Regions from separate parts of the Mus musculus genome. Here region 1 is linked to region 2. The links are chromatin contacts, called in public promoter capture Hi-C maps. All regions are on one chromosome and are shown on one strand. Each heading gives the region's core, a stretch centred on a gene start, on an enhancer-like site or on the middle of the called end of the contact. The rest is flanking DNA. Distances are from core to core; before and after follow the strand shown.

Evidence for each region. Promoter capture Hi-C pulls out the DNA fragments that hold promoters and counts their contacts.
Region 1: a promoter capture Hi-C map of hippocampal neurons shows a contact between it and region 2, with 7 times the contacts expected there. The contact joins the promoter of Ndst4 here to the promoter of Sec24d in region 2.

Annotation. Positions count from the first base shown.
Region 1 is chr3:125,402,835-125,405,569 of GRCm38.p6, forward strand. It overlaps Ndst4 (N-deacetylase/N-sulfotransferase (heparin glucosaminyl) 4), which reads left to right and starts at 1,257. Exons shown (of 14, transcript NM_022565.2): 1 at 1,257-1,673.
Region 2 is chr3:123,266,084-123,268,783 of GRCm38.p6, forward strand. Sec24d (Sec24 related gene family, member D (S. cerevisiae)) reads left to right here and starts at 1,413. Exons shown (of 23, transcript NM_027135.2): 1 at 1,413-1,453.

The DNA of each region.
Region 1 (2,735 bases), core at 7-2,506, 2.1 Mb after region 2:
GGTATGGTAACAGAGGCTATACTAGAAACTGAAGGGCTCTGGGTTCAATTCCCAGCACCATAACCAGACAGGTAAAACTATAAAAGATAGAAATTTTCAATTAGCATTTAAAATGCATTTTAATCAACACTGAACCATGGCATGGTATTTTCCTCATAATATTATATTATTGATAAAAAGATACGTCTGCAGTATGCTTATCTCTCTCAATTGTAATGGGCATCACTAAGTCAACATGTCTTGACCTTCAAATGCTTCTTTGCCATCCGGGTAAGAAGTTGCTGAATGCTGCTTGAAGATTTTATAAACATAAACTTTTTCTCAACTCACTGTGCATGAGAATTTAGGCAATTTGCAGACAAATGTTATGCAGACGTTAACACCAATAATACTGGATACAGACATCATAAAGCCAAGCTTTAATGGCTTCTCCACTACTTCCACCCCCCTCTCTAGTCACGGGATTTTACTGAAATTGTCCGAATATTACATGTATTGCTTATAACTGAAGACACACACACCAGATTAGAGAGTATTCTGCAGCTCTATTCTGTCTTGAAACAAGTTTTCATTTTTTTTCTTGTATATTTATATTTAAATATATATATGAATATATATATATATAATTTTTAAATTTGAGAAATAGAAATGTAGTTTCCCATAGGAATCAAATTTTACCTCTGTTAATTAACATTATATAGTTTTACATATTTATCTGTCCTTACTGATAACACATGTTTATGCTATTATAAGTATCAGGATTTGGTAGCTCACAGACAGTTCTCCAAGTTTTCTATTGCTCATTGCTGGCTTTTGTTCTGTTTGAAATTAGACTCTTTGGCTGGCACATATTCACAACAGAAAGCCCCATCACGAACTTTTATTAACCCACTTGATACAGTGACATAGCTGCAAAGTGAAATCTTATTCTCGGATTATGTAGGAAATATTCAAACTGTCCAGTGAACGATTATCCAAATCCTCAAGGGGCACCTAATCAATCAATCAGTGTTGTGTGAGAGGAAGGCTGCCGGCTGCTGAATTAGCTTCTGCTGGAATGTGTTCATGTGTAACATCCCACTGCCTGGATGACATCACAACAGCTTCAGGTCCTTGAAAGTCTTGAGGATGATTAGCTGAAGGAATTGGCTGTTTCTGCCAATCATAACCCGGCAGAGCTGCCTTCATAGTTCTGGAGATGTGAGAGAAAAAGGGAGGGAGGGAGAGAGGGAGGGAGGGAGGGAAAGACCGACTCCAGCTAAGCAAGAGGCACAGCAGCAGTGGCAGAAGCAGACAGGAGCAGCTGGTATTCCGGTGATTAAATAGTTCTCATAGCCTTTTTGCTGTACCCGGTCTGCTCCCTGGGGTAAGGCTCGTGTCCGAGAAGGAAGCTGCATTTTAACGGTGTGCTGAACAGAGGTCTGAATCATTCCAGCTGGCTGCTTGTTTTGAAAAGGACAATGTGTGTATAAATAAAAAGACTGCTGGAAGGGTCCAGACACCGGCACCGGAGCTGAGGAGTGCTCTCAGAATCCTGTTGAGGCAGATGGCACGAACTGAAAGCTCCGCTAATTAACGTGGAGCCAAGTAAACCTGAATTCTGGATATCTCATTTTCTAACTTCGGATAAATTCAAGTTAGCAAAAGAAAAAAAAATTGAAATGCTTCTCTAGGTAAGTTACTGCCCTAATTTGTTGAAATTGACAATGACGGGGTATGTGTGGCTTAGCTTCATAAACAAGTTAAACGCACTAAAGTTTTATTTGTGAAAGATTTATGTAGAAGCAGATACTTTTAGAGCCAAATTCAATCTCCCTTTCTGGCGTGTGTATACATACCTGTCAGTATGTAGAAGTTATATTTGCATTGTATATAGAATGTATTGCCCTGCTGTAAAAAGGGAACTGAACAGCAGATTAATTTTAAACAGTTACTCTGACATTTGCACCAAAACACCTCCCTGGATAACAGGTTTGTCCTGTTTCTACTGGACCTACTAATTTTGCAAACTCAGCCTTCAGTCATAACTGTGGCTGGTGTTTAAATGTTTCCTAAGAAGTATTACTTAGAATGTGGCATGCAAATTGCCCAAGATGAGAACTCTTCTCCTTGGGACATAAGATTTATAGGTGTTCTCTGTTTTGATGGAATTTTGAGAGAAACAGCTGGCACACACATTTGAAACTGAACGACACTGGCATATGCTGTTTATCAGGAAATAGATGCTATCCCCTAGCTCATATTAGAAATGAAAACATCTCAGGGTAATATATGTCATATTCATATCCTAGATTGTGAGCAGGACACCGACACCTCAGTGCCGTATTCACACACACACACGCACACACATATACACACACACACTTCCAAAGCCCCCTACACAAAACACATTGGAAAATGCGAGATGTTTAAAGGTGGTCTTAGTGTTTCTAATACTTATATCAGAAGAAATCAAAGTTTAAAAATATTAAAAATTGATTTCCTTTTAACTTGTCCTAATTTACAAATTGATATACTTTTTCAGAAGCAGTGTGTTGTTTATTTTGGTAGACTGTGTTCTGCTCCTCAATTAACTTTGAGAAAGTGTAATGAGTTTATCCTTTCTGTCAGACGCTCCTTTTCCTGCCTTCACAGCGTCTGTTCTAGGAGTTTTCATTTACATGGAGGCAGAACTTTTCAATGTTAAGCTGAAGCAAGATATTAATACATTTCTGTCATTCAGGCTTAGTTATCCA
Region 2 (2,700 bases), core at 163-2,662:
CTTTGCATCTTCAGACACCTATAGCAGTTCAGCAAGATGACTTAGGACTGAAACCTTAGAGACTGAGACAATGCAAATTATTACCCTTTAAATTGGTTTCTTTTTTAGTGATAAACAGTTGACACAGTTGCCTCAAAATTCCTAATACTGTGGGTGATGGTGGCTCATGTCCTTAATCCTAGCACTTGGGAGGCAGAAGCAGGTGGATTGCTGAGTTTGAGGCCAGCCTGGTCTAGAGAGTGAGTTCCAGGACAGCAAAGGCTACAAAGAGAAACCCTGTCTCAAACAACAACAACAACATGTCTTGATAATGATAATTCTAAAAGAAGACCTGGCAGGTCTGAGAGGATCTATATTGAGCATAGATGGATTGAGCTGAGAAGACCCGCCCAGTGTGTGGGACATCATTCCCTGGACTGGCATCCTGGACTGCATAAAAAGAGCCAGACACAAGCACTGATTGCTCTCTGCTTTCCTGACTGTGCCCGCATAGTGATCAGCTGCCTCAAGCTACCGCATCAAGATGGATTACTCCCTTGAACTGTGGACCAAAATAAACATTTTCTCCTTTTAGTTGTGGTTGCCAGAGTATTTTATCACAGCAACAGGAAAAGTTACTCAGGTAGCTTTTGATTAGTCAAGCTTTAGGGAGCTTTTATTTCTGGTTCCTCAGAAGGAGGCACACAGTGAGGGCAAAATCACTAGGCTGCTTTTATTTCATAAAACTTTCATAGATTCCCCAAACTCGCAGCTCGGCTGCGGACTGAACTCATACTTTCTCTCTGATAGTGAGACATTTTTGGAGTGTGGCCTATTGGTCCTGATTTTAGGGCCAAATAGGTGTTTCTCAACTGTTTCTGTCCAAAGGTGAGCTAAAAGTTATCTACCTTTGACACAGGCCAGTTCCTGTTTGTGGGTGGGGCACACCCAGTTAAGTGGGCAAGCCCACGGAGGTCCTGCAACCCTTTGCTTCCTTGAGGACACCTCAGCTGAGCGTCTCGTTTCACACAGAACCAGGCTGTCGTGGGCCTTCCTTCCTTCTGTGGTTGTGCTGGAAGACGTCATCAAATTGTCTGTCCACGCGCCAGATTCCTCTGGCCACTGAGCACTCCCCGACACGCGTCGCTTCCAGTAAGGCGAGCGCAGCGCAGCGATTCAGTGCCACCTGTTGAACCCAGAGCGCGCCCTCCTCACCCCACCCAAGTCCCCTGCCACCGGCTCCGGAGGATCTTTGACAAATTGGAGGAGGCGGGGCCTCGCGAAGGAAAAGCTTAGAGGAAAAGACCCGGAAAGAGGCGCGAGACCGCAGTGGGAGGTGCGGCCCCGCCCCCGCCAGGGCGCGCCGCGGGAGCGAGCGGGTCCAGCACGCGCGCGCGCCCGGGCGCCTGACGTGGCACTAGCAACCCAGAGCGACTCGGCGGCGGCGGCGCGGGGCGCGGAGCGTGCAGAGCAGGTACGGCAGACGCGGGGCGCAGGGCGCAGGGAGGAGGGTGGGGAGGAAGGGGAGCCACAGGTACAGCAGGTTCGGGCTGAGGGTGCGGAGCGTCCACACGCGGCTGCACCGCGACTCCCCATCAACTTGGCTCTCTGGTTCCCGGAGGAGGAGAGGGCTGGAAATATTCCGAGGGAAAATGGCAACTACAGTGTTCAGCTCCGGGACATCATTAGAGGGAAACGCGAACTTGTCCCGGGTGACAGTGGAAGGGGAAGGGTGTCTTTGTAGAATCCGAGCGCTCGGGGTTTGGATTCGAGGCCGGTTTGTGCCAAGTGGCTCTCTGCCATGTCGCCGCTTGCAGCTGAGTCAGGTTTCTGCAACTTGGTGTACTGGGTGAGGAAGTTTGACGTGGCAGAGAAGGGTGAGGAAGCGAATTCCTCCCAGGACCAGGGAAGAGGGCTGGGCGGCTTCCAGTCCCCTGCTGTGAGCATCGCTGTCCCGCTCCCCTTCCGCAGCTGCTGCGTGGGTGCGCCGGTGCGGTCTTCTGAAGGCTCTGGGCTGCACGGGGCCAAGCGACTGCCACGTCTCTCTAGGCGCAGTGGGAGGAGGGAAAGTGTTGTCAGGAACACAGTGAACTAGAGACCTTTGTCTGCCTTTCTGTCCTCCGTTAGCAAGACAGTGACCTCATCATACTCATGGTTGCTACTCGGAAGCTGAAGGTTTAATATGAAAACAAAGCTAAATCATGGATGTTAGTCTTCACGTTTGAAATTTGCATGCCATTTCCAGAATAAAGAGATCCCACGTCTTACTTAGAAGGTATTACTAATCTTTACCTTAAACCACTACCTTAAACCGCAGCAACGAGAAAGAAAGGAGAGGTACCCAAATGCTTGATGGAGAAACTGGAAAGAAACTAGAGAATCAGGGTTTCACAACTAATATGGCTTTTGGACACTTCATTTTCTAAAACAGAAAACTGAGGCCCAAAGAACCTCTTCAGTTTACTGTGTCACAAAGCTTTGCATGGGCAGATAGGAAACAAATCATAATTCTTTTGCCAGGCTTCAGAGCACCTCCTGTCTTGTAACAAATGTTTTTTTGAAAGCCAGACATGGTGGCACACACCTTTAATCCCAGCATTGGGGAGTCAGAGGCAGGCAGATCTCTTTGAGTTCGAGGCTAGCCTGGTCTACAGAGTAAGTTCAGGACAGCAAGGACTACAAGGGAAACCTTGTCTCTGCAGAAACCAACCAACCAAATAA